7 separate regions of the Sus scrofa genome follow, and regions 1, 2, 3, 4, 5 and 7 are each linked to region 6. Evidence: chromatin contacts called from public HiChIP or PLAC-seq and promoter capture Hi-C data. All regions are on one chromosome and are shown on one strand. The core of a region is the stretch at or near the end of the contact, and the rest is flanking DNA. Distances in the headings are between cores, read along the strand shown.

Region 1 (2,700 bases), core at 156-2,655, 1.0 Mb after region 6:
AAATTTGGAAGAGAAGGCAGCCACCAAGAATGGTCCTAAAGCGTTGCATGACAGTAAAGTCTCAAAAACAATAACCATTTGGAGAACGTTTACTGGATGCCATGAATTGTTTAAAATGCTTTCAGGCATTAACTAATTTAATCCTCTCAACAACTCTAAGGTGTAAGTACTACCTCTTCCCCTAATTTTAATGACAAACATACTTACTTTGGTTTGCACAAGGTCACAATGTAGAGCATGAAGCTGAGGTTCAAACTCATAAAAGATTCTGGCTCCAGAACTCAGGTGCTTAACTACCACAGGAAACAGCTTTAGTATGCTTAAAAGAGTATAATTTACACAAGCAGATAGGTTGAGGGGGACACATTTATCTACTTGCCTGGAATAATAAATTTGGCAAAGGAATAAGTTAACTAAAGAGTAGTCTGATTATACAATTACCCTGAAAAACCACCAGTGTTATGGCAACCATTTGTAAACTTTCTCTTGAGTGTTTCTCTTCTCATACAGCACTTCTCTCATCTCTACCCTTAAACTCACGAACTTTTGACAGATTAAAAAAAAAAAAAAAGACAAATTATTTTTCAATTATTAATGTTATCACCCTGTAGCCAGAGCAAAAGCTCTGGCCCTGATCTTTTGGGAATCTTGTCTTTCGTGGGGGCCGTGTCGTTACTGCCTGCACGCATCACTGTGAAGAAAATAAACGAAGGCAACCAAATGCAAACCAGCCGCAGGGGATCCTAAATATCTGTAGTTCCTAACTCTGAACTCTTTTTCCACTCCCTCCAACCCCCAACTCCTACTCCCCTCTGGGACCTGACCATTGGGACCCTGCTCTGGAACATAAGGTCAGAAAACTCTTGCTGAGGTAACGGCGTCGCCTCCAGTCAGATCCAAGGACCACGGCTCGGTGGGCACTGGTTCCTTTACTCAGGATTCTAGATCCAGCTTCGGCGCTACCAGGCCTCGGGCACGACGCCGCGCCTGGAGTCCAGGTTCCGCCCCTCCCCCGCCTCAGTTTCCACACCAGATCTCCACAGAAAGGCGTGGAGCAGGCCGATTCTCCTTTTAGAGCTCCTGCAAGTCGGGTCACTTGGCCCATAAGCTTGGAGTCCAGGCCTCCCGGCACCCTGGACATTCTCCTTCCCTAGCCGCCGCCTCACGTAGGCTACCTCGCTCCGTTTCGCGTTCCTCCTCAGCAGCACACAGCTCCTGCCGTGTACCTCAGAACCATAGCCTCCCGGGGCTGCGTGCGTCCCAACGTGAGAAGGGGGAGGGGCTCGGCTGCGGGACCCGGAGCCTCGGGGCCAAGGGGCGGGCACTCCTAAGGCGGCAGCCAATCAACACGCGAGAGGCATCCTGTGGGGGCCACGCTCCCCGGGCGCGGGGCGGAGTCTTTTTTGGCTGCGTAGGCGGCTGCAAGTGCAGATGTTTCAGGCTGAGTTGGCAGCTGGTGGTGAGCGCTGCTGGCGGAGGCAGTTCAGAGACCGAGGAGAATAATGAATGGAGCAGGGAGACCCTCGCGTATTGACAGCCGCGAGCGGGTTCTCAAGTTAGGCGAGAGTTTTGAGAAGCAGCCGCGCTGCGCCTTCCACACTGTGCGCTGTGAGTGAGGACGACCCCGGGGGAAAGGGGGAAGCTCTGGGTATGGGGGTGCGAAAGAACAACCCTCTCCAAGTCGTGTTCGCACAGACTGCTGACTCTGCGGGAGAATGGGGTGCCCAGCGCAGTCCACTGCCATACCCCGAGTCCGGAAGGGTCGGTGCAAGCACCTGGGTGGAGCAGGTGTGGGTAATTCTGGGCAGAGAGATTTAAGTGAGACCAACAGGTAGGAAGGGCCACTTGTGGAGAAAGGCTGCGGGGTGACTATGGATGGAGAGAGACGTAACTGGCGGATCATGCAGAGGTGGAAAGGAAAATTCAGTAGACCCTTGAACAAAGCAGGGAATAGGGGCGTCGACCCCAAGCAGTGCAATATCCACGTATTCCTATCTCTGCCTCAAAAACGAAGGAATTGATACCGGACTCACCTAAGAAGCTGAAACCTTTTGGGTAGAATCAGGACTCTTAACCTAGTTCTTTTAATTACCTGTGTTGTGATCTCTAATCAGACACAAGCATTTCCCCACACTACGTTAAAGATCTGAAGATGAAAATATAAACTATTTATTGAAAAAAAACCCACGTATAACTGGACCTGCGCAGTTCAGACCCGTGTTATTCTAGCGACAACTGTAATAAGGTGACAAATGGAGAGGGCAAGGGCCGAACTATTATTATGCAGGAGGAGGTGAATGCCTTGAGGTTGGTGGGGAAATGTTCTTTCCTGTCTTCATTTTTGATGTCTCTGACTGATGAGGGTGTTATTTAGTGTGTTCCTGGAGAGAGATTCTGGATCATTCTAATAATCTGTGTCTCTTTTGGACCCCCAATTTCATTCAATCAGTTTTCAAATACTATCAAAGTTTTGAAGGGTGTGTTATTAATATACTAGAAAGACATTTACTGCTTATGATTTCTCCTTTTGTTTGTCCTGGGGAAGTAGTTTTGATATACTTCTCTTTCATGTTGTTGAGGTAGAAATTGGAGCTCTTTTACTTTAATAGTTGGATGGTTTAGATTCCAGAAAGGAAAAGATAGTATATTATGATTTGGTATGTAAAACATTCATTCTTTACATAATAGTCCTCATAGAAT
Region 2 (2,700 bases), core at 164-2,663, 1.3 Mb after region 6:
TAAGGGCTGAACCCACAGCATATGGAGGTACCCAGGCTAGGGGTCCAATCGGAGCTGTAGCTGCTGGCCTAGACCACAGCCACAGCAACTCAGGATCGGAGCCACATCTGCAACCTATACCACAGTTCACAGCAATGCCAGATCCTTAACCCACTGAGTGAGGCCAGGGATTGAACCCACGACTTCATGGTTCCTAGTCGGATTTGTTTCCACTGCACCACCACGGGAACTCCCAGGACTGGTTTGTTTTTAATCTCATGCCAGATCTATAAATTAACTCACCCATCAGCTTTTCCTTTTCACTCTGTTAAAAAGCTACAAGCCAAACTTGTGATCCACATTGAGCAAGGTGGGTAGATTTCTGTGGCAAATATTTAGCACCGGCCTTGCACTAGGCTCTGTTTTGTGTCCCTTCATTTGGTTTGTAATGTTGATCATCTTTCCTATTCTGTGCTTCTCCGTAAGGCACTCTATGGCCTTTTTGGTCTAAGTCAGAGTAAGTGGATGAATGAAGAAAGATGGAGGGCAAGAGAAGAAAGAGAGGATGGAGGTTACAAAGCAATGCCCATCATTTTCCTTGGCTCCATCACATGGATTAAGTGAACCATCTGGTGCAGTGGTTCTCCAAGTGGGGTCTTGGGCCAGTGCCATCATTATCCCCTGTGAGTTTGTCAGACATGAGTTTTACTGACGCTACGAAATCGGAATTCTGTGGACAAGGCCCAGGAAATTGCTTTCACATGCCTTCCCAAGATGATTTTTGAGCACATTAGTTTGAAAATTTCAGGAATGTCAAAAAAAAAGTTTATTTCTATGCATAAATACTACAGGTTGGCTCTGTAGTTCAGGGGTTAGAGTACCAGTCTTGAAAACACAAATATTTTCAGTGTGGCCCCCACCCCTTGCTCATTGACTAGTTAAGATAAATAATGCTACAAACTGCAGTAAATAACCCATCAAAGTTTATAAGCTTAACACAATAAAAGTTTTTTTTTTTTTTTTGTGGGGCGGTGTCAAGAGCTGCTTTATTAATTTCTTCAGCAAACTAGCTTTGCCATCTTCTAAGCCCCTGGACCCCTCCTCTGGGTCTGTTGCACCCAAGAAAGCAGGGAGAGGAGGCAAGAGGGAGGAGGCCTTAGCCTGGGATCTGGAAATAACACCCATCATCTCTGCTCACAATCTGACTGGCCAAAACTCAGTCACATGGCCCACCAAACTTCCAGCAGGGTGGGGGTAGTTCTAGGAAGTAGGGCGTGTCTGTGGGGCCAGAAGGAAAAGAAAATGGGTTTGGTGAGTACAGAGTACGATCTCTGCCACACCCGTGGACCTCAGTGAATTTGAGACTCCATTTGTCCTATTTTGGTTTCGGTTTCATTTCCTAATCAAGGTTTTCTTTTTTTACCTCCAGCACTATGGGACTGAGAAACATTCTCGTTGGGATGGTCCTCCTGCTCTCTGGTAAGCACTCTTTGGCTTTGTAAAATCCTAGAATCCTCCCACTGTCTCCCGACCAGCCTGACTTGCAAGCTGGGGGCTTGAGACTTGGTGGGTTTTACTCGTTTTCCTCCCTTGCTACCATTCACAACACCACACCCAAGAAAGACCTTTCTGGGGAAGGAAGCATGGCGACTGAGAACGAGTATCTCGGCTGATGGCAGGCCCGACCTGAGAGGGAGTCCTACCCCTTCTGTGCGTCCTCCTCCTCTGACAGCTCACACCCGTGCTTCTGGATGCACCAAGGAGGGTAGACGGGCCTGTCTGGGGTGCCTGGGGAGCTGGGGGAAGGCCCCTACTCTGATATGCCTGAGGTTTCTTCTGCTCCTCTGCGCCCATTTCTGACATTCTCGGGCTTTTAGGAAATAGCTGACGGGCTTCTAAAAGTTTCCTTCCAGTAGGGACCAGTGGTTTCCTTGTTCCCTACCTTCCCCCTCCTCCCTGTTGCCCTCTCCACCAGCCTGTGCCTATAGATGATAGATGGCACTGCTTCCTGGGAGGATCAAGAAACCCAGCCCTGCTACCACCTGCTCTGTGACCCTCAGCTAATCACATTGGCTGATTTACATGAAGCCAAGGGGCTCCTCATTTGCTTAGCTGTTTCCAAGCCCTTCTAGGACCCCAGGTGGGACCCTAACAGTGTGGCCACGTGTCTCAAGCCTTGGTAATATTTTCATACGGAAGTTGTTTTAACCGCAAGTAGTTAAGGCCACTGTCTCTCTCCACTGCGACATTTCTCTCCATCGCATTCTCCCCGTTAAGTGACCAAGTTGTGGCCATGGGCATTTTATTTTGCGTTCTGGATTCTTTTTTCTTAAAAGAGACTTTCCCACCGAAAGATATTTTAGAAGTGTCAGGCCTCACAAAACTCAGATCTTCCCTGTTTGCTGCTTTTGTCTAAGTTTCAGTTTCTTCACCTGTAAACTGGGGTTAGTCAAGGTTCCTGCCACTCATCCTCTGACTGGGAGCCTTTAGTTTTTCCCGGCTCACCCCTCCTGCTGCTTGGCTTTCCCTACCCTCAGCACTGAGAGGTAAGGTACCTGGTCTGGTCCAGGTGTGCAGCAAATGGGGAGGGGAGCCGAGCCTACAGCAGTGCACTGACAGCCCCTGACTAACTAGCCGGGCCATGACTTCACCTCCCCCTGATGGCCACACACCAAACCCTTGGCCACTGTTCTCATCCCTGCTGTGGGTGACAGGAGTCAG
Region 3 (2,700 bases), core at 122-2,621, 1.6 Mb after region 6:
GTATTGTCCAAAGTTGCAATGAGAATATATTTACCATTTGGAGAAAATTTTACAAAAGAGATTGGAGGGTTATCATCATCAACCAGTGTTTTTAAACACTGACCTGATGCAGCATCCCAGATTCGACAGACACCATCATAGCTACCTGACACTATCAAGGACCCCTTACAATTAAAATGAACAGCAGAAACTGGATCAGAATGAGCAGACAAAGTCTTAAGGCACCTTCCTGTTTTCACCTCCCATATTTTCACGCTCTCATCAAAAGATCCTGAAATGATGAGGTTGGATGGTGGGTTGAAATTACAACAAAAAACATAATTACTGTGCCCTTTCAGCGTTTTCAAACATTTTCCAACTCTCACATCCCAAATCTTTAGAGTTTTATCATCTGAGGCAGAAACAAGACGCCCGGAATCTGATGACCAGGCAACATCTGATATTTCCAGACTGTGTCCTTTAAGTGCTTTCTCATATTTTCCATCATAGGCTCCCCAAATTATAATTACTTTATCAGCAGAAGAACTTGCTAGCCATTCTCCATTAGGACTAAATTTCACTGATGATACTGCTTCCGTATGTCCCACGAGAGTAAATTTGAGCGTGTAGTTTGGTTTTTCAGCGACTTGCTTGCTCTGATTGGCTGATGAGGAGAGGGCGGACCCGGCTTTGTCATCTCTTGACTCCTTTGTAGCCATGACTCTGAAGCTCCAAGTAGGCAGGTTGGTTTGGCGTCAGGTCCTGAACCCAGAAGCCAGTATTTTGGCTTTCTGTCCAGCAAAATAAAGATATAAATCATAGGACTCAAAATGAACGGTATTGTGACAATAATTTCTGGATCCTTTTTGAACTACAATATACACAGATACAGTAGCACGGCTTGGACCCTTTCAATTTTTCCCCGCTTCCTCCTCTGCAAACAAATACTTAAGAAATATTATTAAAAGGGTCCTGTGCGCTGTCGGCAAGGAAGCTACTAATGTTGGGTAGTTTGCGAATGTATAAAGCGGCCCGAAACTGCACGCAGTGAGGTGGAGCGGCAGGAACCTACAGAAAGTATTTTTCACCGCCCCTCCCCAGCTCCGAATGTTTGAGAACCCGCTGAGCAATACTACCAGTCAGGCTTTAGGTATCAGAGCAAGAATGAATTACCGCTTTAAACAGATTTCACAAGCTAAGCAAAAAGCTGCACAGGAACCTCTCCTTCAGGTCACGGACAACGGCCGACCCTCCGCACAACTGCCGACCTGCCGCACAACTGCTTACGTACCTAACGCGGGTGTAAGGCAGCCGAGCGCATGTGCAGAAGGAGCCTTCCGCCACTTCCGAGCAGAGGCGACATGCGGGAGACGCAAGTTTGGGCTTAGCTTCCGGCCCTTGTAGCCCTCGCCCTCCCCGCGCATGCGCTGCATTGCGTTGTTCGGCTACTGGGAAAGTGAGCAGGGCTGTTCCCAGAGCTGACTGGCTGGCGTGGGAAGCAGTGAGTATTTCCGAGAACATTGATTTCTCTTTGGAAACTATGTGACGAGAAAGGACTGAATTTTGCGTTGCCGTTAGCCGCAGGGTTAAGCTCGCCTCTGGATGTGGGCCGTCCGTACTGCACCTTTTCAGAAGCGCAGCCGCCCTGGATCTACCCAGCCGCAGTGACTCCATGTAAGCTGCTGCTACACAGGTGGCTTTCGTTCTGCTCCCTCCACTAGTTGTGTAGAGCCTGGTGGCGGGTACGAAGGGCGCAAGTAGGTGAAGGGAACGTAGCCAGATTTACGCCCAGGTTGTAAGACTTCGAGTTTAAACGTGTTCCCTAAACGTTTAGGGAAGGATCAAGAATGTGCGTTAGGGGCCTTCAAAGGCCAGTGCTCAGGTGAGCTTCACGTGGTAGTGCCCGGCCGGGCGCCCGGGGAGCGGAGCTTGTTTTAGCACTTGTGGTTTAAACTTCTAAAGACAGTTAAGTTCAAATCTGCATAGGTGTCTGGGACAGAAAAGGTGGAGTGAGTGGAATGGAGGAAGAAATGTGTGAAGTTGCTCAAAATTAGGCTTTAGTGAGCCCTCCCTAATTTTGAGAAATGATTTCATGACTGTGAAAGTATGTATAAGATACATGCTTTTCAGGTGTAAATTACTCATTAAACAAGAATAAGTTCCCTAGCCTGGGAACCTCCATATGCTGCAGGTGCGGCCCTAAAAAAACAAAAGACAAAAAAAAAAAAAAAAAAGAAAGAAATCCGAACTAGTTTCTCCAATCCTATGTAGTCTGTCCCTCTGTATCTGCAGGGAATTGGTTCCAGGACACCCCACCCCACCCCTTATTATAACAAATTCACTGAATGCTCAAGTCCTGTGTATGAAATTGTGTAGTATTTTCATGTAACATATTCACATCCTCCCCAGTACTTTAAATCATCTGTAGATCACTTACAACAGTTAGTACAATATAAATGCTATGTAAATAGTTGCCAGGGTGAAGCAAATTCAAGGTTTTTTGGAACTTTCTGGAATTTTTTTTCAGAAGATTTTTGATCTGGTTGGTTGAATCCGGGGATGGGTAGCCCACAGATGCAGAGGGTCGACTCTGATTGCTCAACAAAGAGTGCCCAGTAGAGACTAATTAGTCTTCTGTTTGAAAGATTTTCTGGTAGCCAGTTGAAGGGGCAAATCTCTCTCACGTTTTGTCAGTCAAAAATGAAAGCATTTGGAGTTCCC
Region 4 (2,700 bases), core at 89-2,588, 1.0 Mb before region 6:
GTAATTATTTTGAATTATTCCTAGAAAGGAATAAATGATGGGTAGGAATTGGCGAAGACAATGTGTATGATTCCTAGCAAAGATCAGATGAAATTACACAAATCAGGAGTTCCCTTCATGTCTCAGGGGTTAACGGACCCAATTAGGATCCATGAGGATGTGGTTCTACCCCTGGCCTGGCTCAGTGTTGGTGATCCTGCATTGCCCTGCCTTGTAGTGTAGGTCGAAGACCTGGCTCGGATCCTTCGTTGCAGTGGCTGTGGCTTAAGCCAGCAGCTGTAGCTTGGATTTGACCCCTAGTCTGGGAACTAACATATGCTGCAGATGCAGCCCTAAAAAAAGGCAAAAAAAAAAAAAAAAAAAGAAACACAAATCAGTTTAAAAATACTTAACATGCGAGCTGTCTTGTTTTTGTTGTTGTTTTTGGCCGAGGTGGCATATGGGGTTCCAGGGCTGGGGATCAGATCCGAGTACCTAAACCATAGCTAAGGAACCAGGCAGGGATAGAACCAGGCTCCCAAGTGCTGCCAAGACACCGCGGATCCTGTTGTGCCACAGTGGGAATTCCTTCATAAGCGTGCATTTTAATAAAATTATACTTTGAAGCATATGATAGCAGAGGCTGTAGTGACAGGAAATTATTGCTGGACTACCAAGCAAACATCTGAGAGAAAGTGTCCTGCCTTTTAAGAAAGAGTAGTTATATGAACCAAGGTGAATAAAACCCATCTTGTGAAGCCCTGAACCGATTCTTCTACATAAAAATGTTCTGGAAATCTGGGTGTAACTGGCAACAAGACCCCTCTTAAAAGCCTCCTAACTTTCTGAAATCGAGAATAGACCTCGCCCAACCTCAGAGGTTTCCCGAGCTATGACAGGGTGGGTTGGGCTTGTAGTTCTGCAAACTGCCTTCCCCTTTCTGTACCCCATTTGTGTTGAACACTGCACTTTCTTCATCTACATTCCTGCTTTTTAAAATAAGCTAACTTCAAACTATTGCATTTGGAGTAGATAAGCAATGAGATCCTGCTATATAGCACAGGGAACTGTATCGAGTCACTTGTGATGGAACATCATAGAGGATAATGTGAGAAAAAGCCTATGTATGACTGGGTAATTATGCTTTACACTAGAAATTGTCAGAACACTGTAAATCAACTATAATGGAAAAATAAAAATTACATAAAAAATAAAATACGCTAACCTACTTCAGCTAATGACCCGGTCTGGTTGCCTGGAAACTGCCCCACACAGTTTCACTGGCGCAGGAGGCGGGGGCCAGACGGTGCAGAGAGCTGTTACACGCCGCCAGCTCACTTCCGGCGAGTCAGCTTGCCACCTCTAAGATCCGTCCCACCTCAAACCGGAAGTGCTTCCGGCTCCGGCTCCGCCCTCGCCCAGCCCAGTAGCCTTTGCCCTGGTTGGGGCGGGACTTCCTGTCTCGTGTGTCCAAGGGCTTCCAAAGTGAGGTTAGTCTGGGAGTGCAGGTCTGTCACGGTGTGTGGCTACCGCTACGGCCGCGAATTTGCTAGAGCGTAGTGTACCAGTATTCGTCACTTATTCTTGCAGTTATCTTCGCTCTTCTCCCACGGCGCCTCCCGGAGACCTTGGGGCCCTGAGCGCCCAAGCTGTCCGGCAGGTTCTGAGGAGACCATGGAGGTGCGGCCGCCGGCTCCACGGAGCTTGCTCTGCAGGGCGCTGAATCCTTTCCCTCGGGTCTTTGCTGCTGGAGCTGTGGCCACCGATTCCAAGGGTCTTGCGGAGGACCTTAAGCTGCCTTCCTGCGTCCCGGAAGCCCGATACCCGGAATCCGGATGGGACCGACTCCGGGAGCTGTTTGTCAAAGAGTAAAAGTGCCTACGGTCTGTGGGGAGGGGCTACGAAGGAGGTGACCTGAAACCTGGGTCATCCGGGATGAAGGACCCCAGGGTGGTGTGATTTATTTTTAAACGGAATTTTGGGTTCTAGTGCTTGTACTCCAAGCTTGTATCCTAACATAGCGGCTAGGTGGTTCTTATGATTGACAGGCCGGTTTTCAGGTGGTAAAGGTGAGCCTCATTGAATGTCAGAGCTTTTAGGGATATTTAGGGAGTAGAGTCTTAGTGTAATTACCTCGATTTTACAGATTAGAAGAATTGGGCCAAGGTACTTGGTGACGCGAGAACCCACATCTGCAGGACTGCAATATTCCTTTTCTTATATAACTTGATCCCAAATTTTGATAGTTTATGACCAATAGCCCTCCTCCCCGGCGCAAAAATGGAAGTTCAGAGATAGCAGAAAGAGTTGTAAAATTTTTATTCTGCTAAATAAGGAATATATAAAAAATAGTAGCAACTATTGTCTCATCATTTTATAAAGAAATTAGCTGGATTCACAAATAAGGATGTTTCAGAATAAAAGAAATAACCCTTTAAATTGAATTAACTTTAATGGAAAACTCACGATAATTAATTTCATCATTGTTTCGTTCATCAATTACTGGTAAAAAGTTTGCCCTTTTATGAAGTACTTTACTATATACTATACTGTGTTATCAACATTGGTTAAATTAACGTCGAAGCTTTATTATGTTGCTGAGATAGTTCAGGCAGGGGAGCTGGTGGAATTGTATTAATTACTTTATTTAGGTTTCATCATCTTTGTTTTAAAGATAAGCCGCCCTTCTTATTGGTCCTTCCAAAATTTATTTGAGATATT
Region 5 (2,700 bases), core at 46-2,545, 1.1 Mb before region 6:
ATATTACAACCAAGTAGAAGTTTACAAAAAACACCACACATATACATTTCCAATTCATATGCACTATTTTGCAGTAGGCCTTGTGAAATACAGAAGAATCAGCACTGTCCAAAATGTAAGGTTTTGTTACCAAGGGGATCTGGATTCTGAGATCAGCTGTCACATATTATCAGTCTTTGAGGTATTTAACCCCTGAGTTTCCTCATTAGGAAAAAAAAAGGCGTTCCTTGTCCTACAGAGGTTGCTATCAGGACTGACAAAGATGGGTGAAAATACTTCAGAAGGTCTTTTAAGTCTTTAAATGTAAAGCTGTTCAAGTGGTATCTCCATATGTTAGAATGAAAATACTGAAAAAAGTTCAAGAAGATGCCCACTCCAGAAAACTGATGTAAATCATCTAAAAATTACTGAAACTGTAGGATTAAAAGATCAGTAATACATAAAGACCCTAACTGAAAAGAAACTGTGCTTGCAACTATCTATAGCAAATATAGATACCAAAACTGTTTCCTAAACAATACAATTTAAAAACTGAAGAAGGACATCGTGGAAAATCCCTTGTTTTCAAAACGTTACAGTAGAATCCTATGTTTCTTCTTCCAAACAGCTTTCGGCTGCAGACTAACAAACGCCAGGTGCGACAAAGTTTTCAAACCGTTGGATGGAGGGGCTGCTGGTCTTTGCTCAATTAACGTGCAAAGGAAATAAAAGTGAGGGACAAAAAATTGGGACAGAAGAGAGGCAAGAGGATCAGGTGGGGGCGGGGGGCGGCAAGAGACCACAAACTTCAACAGACTGGCCCTTAACAGGGGGCCACAAAGCGGTCCCCGCTGCGCAACCCGGAGGGCCGAAGCAGGCCCAGGACAATCGGACAGCGCGGCAGCTCGGTAATACTCACGCATGGAGAAGGCCCGGCCAGTGGGGCGGGATCCCTGGGAAGAGGCGGCTGCTTTGCAGGCTAGACCCCAAGCAAGAGAACACCCTGCCCACGTTGAGGAACTCCAAACCAGCTGCTTGTTTGCAGACCGTCCGCTCCAGGAGAGTCGAAGAAGGGTGTCCAGGCTTCGGGCTGCCAGACCCAGACTCCGAGTCAATGCCAGAGTCAGAGCCAGAGCTAAAGCTAGAAGTAGAGCCCGGCCCCGTCAGCAACCATCCTCAGCCTCCATTACCGCGGAGCTGAGCAGACGTGGCAGCGCACAGCGATGACGTCAGCTTCGCGACGGACAGCCGCCCCAGCAGCGAGTTGGCCCCCGGAACTGCACCGGAGCCAGGGGAGCGAGCTCTCCACCTCCCCGGGCGTGCACCTGCGCAGTGAGACTCGCCTTTTCTGCTGGGCTCGCGGCCCCGCCTTGCTCGCCTGTGCTGGCCCACGTATTTCCTTCCCAGACCTGTCACCAAGCCCTCGGAAGCTAGGGGTCCTTCCTGTTATCTCAGTCTCCGAGTAACAACCGTGTTCAAGTTTATTGCCCCCGTTTTACTGGGGGATGTTGGGAGACTTAACTGCTAAAGTAAAGGAGCCGAAGACGCCAAGTCGTGCTTCAGCAACCAACCGTGCGCGTATTTTATGTTAAAAAAAGGGCTAGATGCTGGAGTTACAAAAGTGAAGATCACAAAGAGTTCACAGTCTAGTGGAAAAAACAAGACACCAGGAAAACACAGTAGTTAAAATTTATCATAATAAATGCAACTTTAAAAGTACACCCAAGGTTCAGAGATGGCATGCAAGACAGGGTAATAATCTCTGGAATATAGTGCTCCCAATACCAAGAAAATCTTCACAGAGCTTGGGGTTTAAAGCCAAGACTGCAAGAATGAATAGGCAGTTTATGGGAGAATAATTTAGTAAAGGAAGTGGCAGATTAAAAAGGTAAGAAAGTGAGGGACATCATGCGGAATTCAGAAACTGTCAGTAATCTGATGTTAGAAGAAGAGTAAGAGTGTCAAGAGGAGCACTTGAATCTTGCTCTGCAGATTTTAAGCACATAGGGAAAGCCCTTTATGTCCAGTATATGATTAGTTAACCTTCACTGAGAGATTTGTTTGGTGCCAGACACTAGACTGGTAGCTTTACATATTTCATTTAAATCTCTTAACGTTTTGGTATTATTTTATAGAGAAAACTAAAAGTAAGAAAAAATAATTTGCTGATACCCAGTTAATATAACCCAGCTAATCAATGACAGAACCAAATTTTAGAGCCAGAATAACCAATATCAAAACTAAAGCTAGTGATATTTCTAAATATTCTTTTTCCCCCGTGTATTTTTTTTTTTTTTTTTTTTTTTTAAGGCCACATCCCTGACATATGGAGGTTCCCAGGCTAGGGGCCCAATCAGAGCTAGAGCTGCAGGTCTACGCCACAGCCATAGCAACTAGAAATCGGAGCCTTCTCTGCAACCTACACCACAGCTCATGGCAACTCCAGACCTCTTGGTTCCTAGTTGGATTCCTTTCTGCTGTGCCACGACTACAGGAACTATGCCCCAAGCATTCTTATACTTTAATTCATGCAACATAGATCACCATATATTTTCATTGTATTCACCTGTAGGCTTATGGTACATTTCTTTTCATATTTGCTCTGTTAATTCCTTGCTAGCTTGCTACATTGAAACTCTGTTGATTTTCTCTTGGTTCACCAGCATTCATCTTTCATTGAGCAATTATTTATTTAGTGCCTACTGTGTACCAGGCATTGTA
Region 6 (2,700 bases), core at 127-2,626:
AAGGATCCGGCGTTGCTGTGAGCTGTAGTGTAGGTCGCAGACGCGGTTCGGATCCCGTGTTGCTGTGGCTCTGGCGTAGGCCAGTGGCTACAGCTCCGACTGGACCCCTACCCTGGGAACCTCCATATGCCGCAGGAGTGGCCCAAAGAAATAGCAAAAAGACAAAAAAAAAAAAAAAAAAAACAACAACAACAAAAAATTTCTTTCTTCTACATTCCCTCAGTCTCCATTCTTCTGAGCCCATTTTTCTATATATTCATTTGGACAGTAAACTGCTTAGCAAATATTATCATATTCTGTCTATTCTTTCTGTACTGCCGGGATTGTCAGCTCCTCAGAGACAATCACCTCATCTTTCATTTTTGTTTTTCCCACTCAGCCTAGAAGATTGACTGACTAGTGTGCAGGATGCTTCATGCAGTGAGTGCTTAATAAATATTTAAAAACAGTATTAAAATGTTGAATAAATTTGACAGCAGTGCTGCTCCTCATCACGTCAAGTGCCAACACTTTCTAGGTCCCTTCTCTGCTTAGCAACCATTTCGCAACATTTCTACATGTCCCCAGATGGTTCATCCAAGCTGAAGTTAACTTTTGATCCACTTTCCTTGCCTGAGTTATGGAAATATTGTTTACATGTTTTCCCCTAAGGAATATCTGCTTGGTACCCAAAGAACCTGCCTTGCAACTTGAAGTAGCCCTTTTTCTTTGGTGATAGTGGGGAAAGGAGAAGGATGGTAGGGATGGAGAACATTCCCTTTAAGGTTATCCTCACTCTTCCCCCCAAACTATCTTTCACAGTAAGATAAAATGCTCCTATGCTTATTTTCATATTTCTATGGATGTTTTTTAATCTTAGCATCTGAAGAATGGTAAGGATTTTACTAAAAGGTTTCAGTGTTGTAACTAAGATTTGGTTTTTCTTTTTCTTGGATAAGGAATATTTTGCAAAGTATGTTGCATCTATTCATTATTTTATTTAATCCTCACATGAGTTTTGCTAGGCAGACAGAATAGGGATCATAATCTCCAGGATAAGGAAGAGGAAACTCCGAGAAGTTAAGTGACTTCCCCAGGTCAGAGAGATGGACTTGTACTAAAAGAGAATTCCACAGTCGGTCCCATTTCTCCTCTCTGCTAACTCAACTTCACAGAATGTGCCCTTCAGGGTCAGTAAAGCTAGAGCTGCAAGCACGGACAAGAAGCGAGACTTTCCACAGCGGTAGGAAAAGGAGAGGGCGGGGGAAGGCGAGGAAAGTACCTTGCGCATGCGCAGATCGCTACTAGCGCCGGGGACAGAGGAAGGTTAAAAAGCTGTACATGCTAAACCGTTTCCGCCTCTTGCTAACACGCAGGCGCACTTCCTCAGGACAAAGGTCAGCACGTAGGGGGCGGGCCTCGGGGCCCCGCAGGCGCGTTTGTGCGCCGGGTTGCCAAGATGTCGTTCCCAAAATACAAGCCTTCCCGCCTGGCAACCCTGCCAGCTACTCTCGACCCAGCTGAATACGACATATCTCCGGAAACCCGGAAGGCACAAGCCGAGCGGTTGGCCATAAGATCCCGGCTTAAGCGGGAGTACCTGCTCCAGTACAACGACCCTAACCGCCTAGGGGTCATCGTGAGTGAGGGGCCAGCCGGGTGGGAATCGAGGGCCAGAGTCCGGATGGTCCCGTCAGACCCGGCAGCCTAGACGGCCCAAGGGGGACCACGCCACGGGGCGGTCACCGTTTCCAAAGAGTGTTTTAAAACACAGGTCCTCTTCCAGGCCCAGAGAGCAGGACCTTGGCATTAGCCCTTTGACCTTGGGTGGATAGCTTAGCGGTTAGGAGGACGGGTTCTGGGTTCACAAGTGGCTGGGTTTGAGTCCCAGCTTGATCACTTCTCGCCTGGGTGATCATGGAAAAGCTTTTCAACCCTGCTGCTTGGCTTTGGTTTTCCTATCTGAAAAATGGGGATAATATAGTACTTCCTGTTTTACGAGGCTCTTATGAGGATTAAATGAGATGGGGCACGTGACCCACCAGCACAGTTCCTGGCTTGTGCTGAGTGTTCAGAAAATATGGGGGGGGGGGTGTTTTAAAGCTGTTTTCCACTTTACAGTTCACAGTTCATAGAAATACTGTTCTGATGGGAATATAGTGATTTTTCAGTTTACATCTTCTAATAATCCAGATACCCTACAGCTTGCTAAAGCTTTGGGCTTTGGAGTCAGACACGAAGGCACTACCTATTGGCAAATTATATGACCTTGTGCAAAATCCCTAACCCTTCTGAACCTTAGTTTTATAATTTTCATATACGGAAACGATAGTACATTCTTTATAGAAACCTTTTGAGGTTAAATGAGATAGTCTGTATAATGCTCCCAGCACTTATAACATGCCTAGTAGACCGATAGCTATTATCTAGAAGATAATTTTCTGTACAAGAGCTATTTAAATATGTAAATATGATTTTTTAGAGAAGTTTTTTTCCCAACAGTTGCATTGGTATTTTGTAGGAATTTTAGGAAGTTGTGAGGATTGAAGGAAATTTACAGGTGTGCCAGGAATTACTGAAACTTTCTGAAATTCAAATATCATGGGTATTTGAAGATTTAAACTTTATTACTATCCCCATTTTACAGATGAGAAAGATGACATGGGAAGGGCAAGTTGTCACAGGGTGATACTCTGTTAGCAAGTGGTAGAAAAGAATTAG
Region 7 (2,700 bases), core at 189-2,688, 1.6 Mb after region 6:
GTCAATAGTTCAGTCTGTCGCGATTATCTTCAAAAATGTCACTCTCTACAAAACAGCTCAAAGCACAATGCTTACGACAGAGGTCAATGATACATGCAATCATTTTTCAATATCTTTAGTTAAAAATACCTTTGTGTGGTCACGATTTTTTTTTTTTTTGTCTTTTCTAGGGCCGCTCCTGCAGCATATGGAGGTTCCAAGGCTAGGGGTCCAATCGGAGCTGTAGCCACCGGCCTACGCCAGGGCCACAGCAACGCGGGATCCAAGCCATGTCTGTGACCTACACCACAGCTCACTGCAACGCCAGATCCTTAACCCACTGAAAGAGGCCAGGGATTGAACCCGGAACCTCATGGTTCCTAGTCGGATTCGTTAACCACTGCGCCATGACGGGAACTCCTAGTCACGATTTTTAAATTCAACTCTATCTAGGCAGTGGCACATTTATGCCTACATTGGAACAGATAACGTCATAGTAGCTTGGTCGAAATCTAGACACCCTGTTCTTTAATTCATTGGTTAATAAGTTGCCCTGGACCTCTGGCGTTTGAATATATAAAAGAGCCTATTTCCTAAATGTTACATTCTCTCTAAGGATTAGGAGGCAGAGAACCAGAGCAAGTACTAGAATTAATCACCCCTCCATGGCTCCAAATGTTCTGCCCTACCACAATAGTAAAACAAGTTTTTGCTTTATCAAAACAAAACAAAAAAAAGTAACCTCTCCTCCAGTTTCTTCTCATCTACAAATGCTTAACTTAAAGTAGGAGAAGAATAGCAGAAGCTAAGAAGTGAGTTCAGTGGATGGCTAAAATGTTGTTAAAACCCCTACCCACTCGGCCTGGGTTCAGCTTTACCGCCGAGGAACCACCTGGCGTTCCTGGGTGCAGTTAATCAAGGCTTGGGAGTCGCAGGGAGAACCATGACCCCAATGGAGCACCCTCACTCCCTAAGGCCAAGCTGTGCCCCCATGACCTCCAATGGCTCGAAAAAGGAGTTTTGAACTGCCCGATTCTGCCCCAACTGGTCCGCACTCCCTTCCAAGCTAGAGCAGGGAACAGGGGCCCAGAACAAAAGAAGGGGCACGCCTGCCACACGAAAAAAAACCCATCACCTGGAACTCGGCGAACTCCTCACAGTTCACACTGCCACTGGGCGCCGCCATATTGGACAAACACGAGGCCCCCGCCGCGAGCCAATCACCGCGGAGCAAAGGTGTCCGCGGCGCCGCCTGACCAAAAACAACTAGGGGACTCGAGACAGCCAAGCTCAAGCTTTGTCTTTTCCTATGCTCGCCACCCACACCGAAACTCGTAACGCTGCTATCCATCTTTTTATTCCTGTTCCTTTAAGATATCTTCTTGGAACCGGCCCAGATACATGGATCGAAGAAAGCCAGAACTTTAAGGGATCGTTTTTCTCCAATCCCTTTCTCTTACAAAAAGGGAAAACAGTTTCCGGGTCGCACCAACTAGGTTGTCCCAGGGGGAACTCTAAAGTCGAAGTGAGGTTTTTCTTAACCCTTCCATCCAGTCCCTAGAGCAAAGGAGCTTTTCAGAATTTGGGCCGACCAAGAAATGTAAAGAAAAGGTGTTTCTGGCAGTGTGGGGTAAAGGATGAATAAGGTAATAGGTATGGAAATAATGAAGTGTTTACTTCTACTTTAAAAAAATAGGCAAATAGAAAACAACATAGGAAGCATACATGTGAATTTCTCAGGTAGCAAGTCAGCAAGAGGTGAAAAACACTGGTCACTAGGAACCCAGTTATGTAGTTTTGATACAGGCGTATACGTATTCATTGAAAAATGAAAAAAAAAATGTATTGACTTACTGAATTACCGAGGCAGTGTGACTTTGGGATCTACAGTTCACAAAATTCCTACAATAAGCACATTACTTTGTTTCTATTTTAAACGAGTACTTTCTTAGATGCAACATTGCAAAACCCTTCAATAAACTCCAAAGGAATATTCTTAAGGACAAGTCCAGGATTAGGCGCCAAGCGGGGCGGAGCCCAGCGGGCCGGCAGAAGGTACAGTCTGACCTCCATGCACGATCTGCACGCTCTGCGCGTCACGCACGCCCCGCCCACAACCCCGCGCGCAAAGCACGACCCCTCATCCCGCAGGCCCCGCCCGCCGGTGCCTCTCGAGGCCTTACTTTCTCAGCGCTGGGTGACATTGAGCACAGAGCGCAGCCGCACCACCGCCGGCCTGGGCCTCTCTGCTGGTCCGCGGAGTGGGCGGCCATGGGGAGCCTCCGCAGCCTGCGCCTGGCGGCTGGTGAGACGCGGGCCCGGCTGGGGGTGGGCAATCGCTTTGCATGAAGGAATCTTTCAGCCTCCTCAGGCCTGTTAGGTGCTCTGTTTTATTAGGCATTCCCCTCAAGTAGTTTGGAATCCTACTCCCAGAGTAGCAATAGTGGGAGACAGCTGGGGCCTAGCGAGCCACTGGTAAGAAAGCACTGAGGGCTATCTCCGAGTGACCCTTCCACCTGGCTCTCCACCCACCCAGCTCCCACCTAGTTAAGGAGCCTATGCTCAGGGATCACTTTCCCCACCCCCATCCCCTCTGAGCTCACCTGTCATCTCTAGAACGTCCCCCCATTTCCTGATCCGTTCAGCTTCGTAACCTCCTGTCCCGTAGGTTACCTGAGTCTCCCGCCTGCTCCCACCCCCATCATCTCTAGAGTTAATCCC

The links. Promoter capture Hi-C pulls out the DNA fragments that hold promoters and counts their contacts. HiChIP or PLAC-seq counts read pairs in DNA pulled down with a chosen protein or histone mark.
Region 1: a contact with region 6 is called in an H3K27ac HiChIP or PLAC-seq map of skeletal muscle, with 7 times the contacts expected there. The contact joins the promoter of EAF2 here to the promoter of NDUFB4 in region 6. A contact is called at or near these places in 1 of 5 promoter capture datasets (liver) and 1 of 2 datasets of contacts at active chromatin or transcription factors (skeletal muscle).
Region 2: an H3K27ac HiChIP or PLAC-seq map of alveolar macrophages shows a contact between it and region 6. The contact joins the promoter of CD86 here to the promoter of NDUFB4 in region 6. A contact is called at or near these places in 1 of 47 Hi-C or Micro-C datasets (fibroblasts) and 1 of 2 datasets of contacts at active chromatin or transcription factors (alveolar macrophages).
Region 3: a contact with region 6 is called in a promoter capture Hi-C map of liver, with 6 times the contacts expected there. The contact joins the promoter of WDR5B here to the promoter of NDUFB4 in region 6. A contact is called at or near these places in 1 of 5 promoter capture datasets (liver) and 1 of 47 Hi-C or Micro-C datasets (embryonic fibroblasts).
Region 4: a contact with region 6 is called in a promoter capture Hi-C map of fetal liver, with 4 times the contacts expected there. The contact joins the promoter of TIMMDC1 here to the promoter of NDUFB4 in region 6. A contact is called at or near these places in 2 of 5 promoter capture datasets (fetal liver and liver) and 2 of 2 datasets of contacts at active chromatin or transcription factors (alveolar macrophages and skeletal muscle).
Region 5: a promoter capture Hi-C map of liver shows a contact between it and region 6, with 4 times the contacts expected there. The contact joins the promoter of TMEM39A here to the promoter of NDUFB4 in region 6. A contact is called at or near these places in 1 of 5 promoter capture datasets (liver) and 1 of 2 datasets of contacts at active chromatin or transcription factors (skeletal muscle).
Region 7: an H3K27ac HiChIP or PLAC-seq map of alveolar macrophages shows a contact between it and region 6. The contact joins the promoter of CCDC58 here to the promoter of NDUFB4 in region 6. A contact is called at or near these places in 1 of 5 promoter capture datasets (liver) and 1 of 2 datasets of contacts at active chromatin or transcription factors (alveolar macrophages).

Annotation. Positions count from the first base shown.
Region 1 is chr13:138,680,307-138,683,006 of Sscrofa11.1, reverse strand. It overlaps EAF2 (ELL-associated factor 2), which reads left to right and starts at 1,405. Exons shown (of 6, transcript XM_013980937.2): 1 at 1,405-1,608. The coding sequence starts at 1,503.
Region 2 is chr13:138,463,454-138,466,153 of Sscrofa11.1, reverse strand. CD86 (CD86 molecule) reads left to right here and starts at 1,413. Exons shown (of 6, transcript NM_214222.1): 1 at 1,413-1,458. The coding sequence starts at 1,413.
Region 3 is chr13:138,108,429-138,111,128 of Sscrofa11.1, reverse strand. It overlaps WDR5B (WD repeat-containing protein 5B), which reads right to left and starts at 1,371. Exons shown (of 2, transcript XM_005654048.3): 1 at 1,271-1,371; 2 at 1-770. The coding sequence starts at 698. LOC106505418 (a long non-coding RNA gene) reads left to right here and starts at 1,397. Exons shown (of 3, transcript XR_002337884.1): 1 at 1,397-1,480; 2 at 1,558-1,653.
Region 4 is chr13:140,757,336-140,760,035 of Sscrofa11.1, reverse strand. It overlaps TIMMDC1 (complex I assembly factor TIMMDC1, mitochondrial), which reads left to right and starts at 1,338. Exons shown (of 8, transcript XM_021070323.1): 1 at 1,338-1,469; 2 at 1,570-1,847. The coding sequence starts at 1,654.
Region 5 is chr13:140,795,693-140,798,392 of Sscrofa11.1, reverse strand. It overlaps TMEM39A (transmembrane protein 39A), which reads right to left and starts at 1,295. Exons shown (of 9, transcript XM_003132656.6): 1 at 899-1,295.
Region 6 is chr13:139,729,168-139,731,867 of Sscrofa11.1, reverse strand. It overlaps NDUFB4 (NADH dehydrogenase [ubiquinone] 1 beta subcomplex subunit 4), which reads left to right and starts at 1,376. Exons shown (of 3, transcript XM_003361882.4): 1 at 1,376-1,618. The coding sequence starts at 1,439. The region is part of intron 2 of LOC102162379 (a long non-coding RNA gene); the gene reads right to left.
Region 7 is chr13:138,151,164-138,153,863 of Sscrofa11.1, reverse strand. It overlaps CCDC58 (coiled-coil domain-containing protein 58), which reads right to left and starts at 1,438. Exons shown (of 5, transcript XM_003358793.4): 1 at 1,115-1,438. The coding sequence starts at 1,330. FAM162A (family with sequence similarity 162 member A) reads left to right here and starts at 2,152. Exons shown (of 5, transcript NM_001243573.1): 1 at 2,152-2,284. The coding sequence starts at 2,251.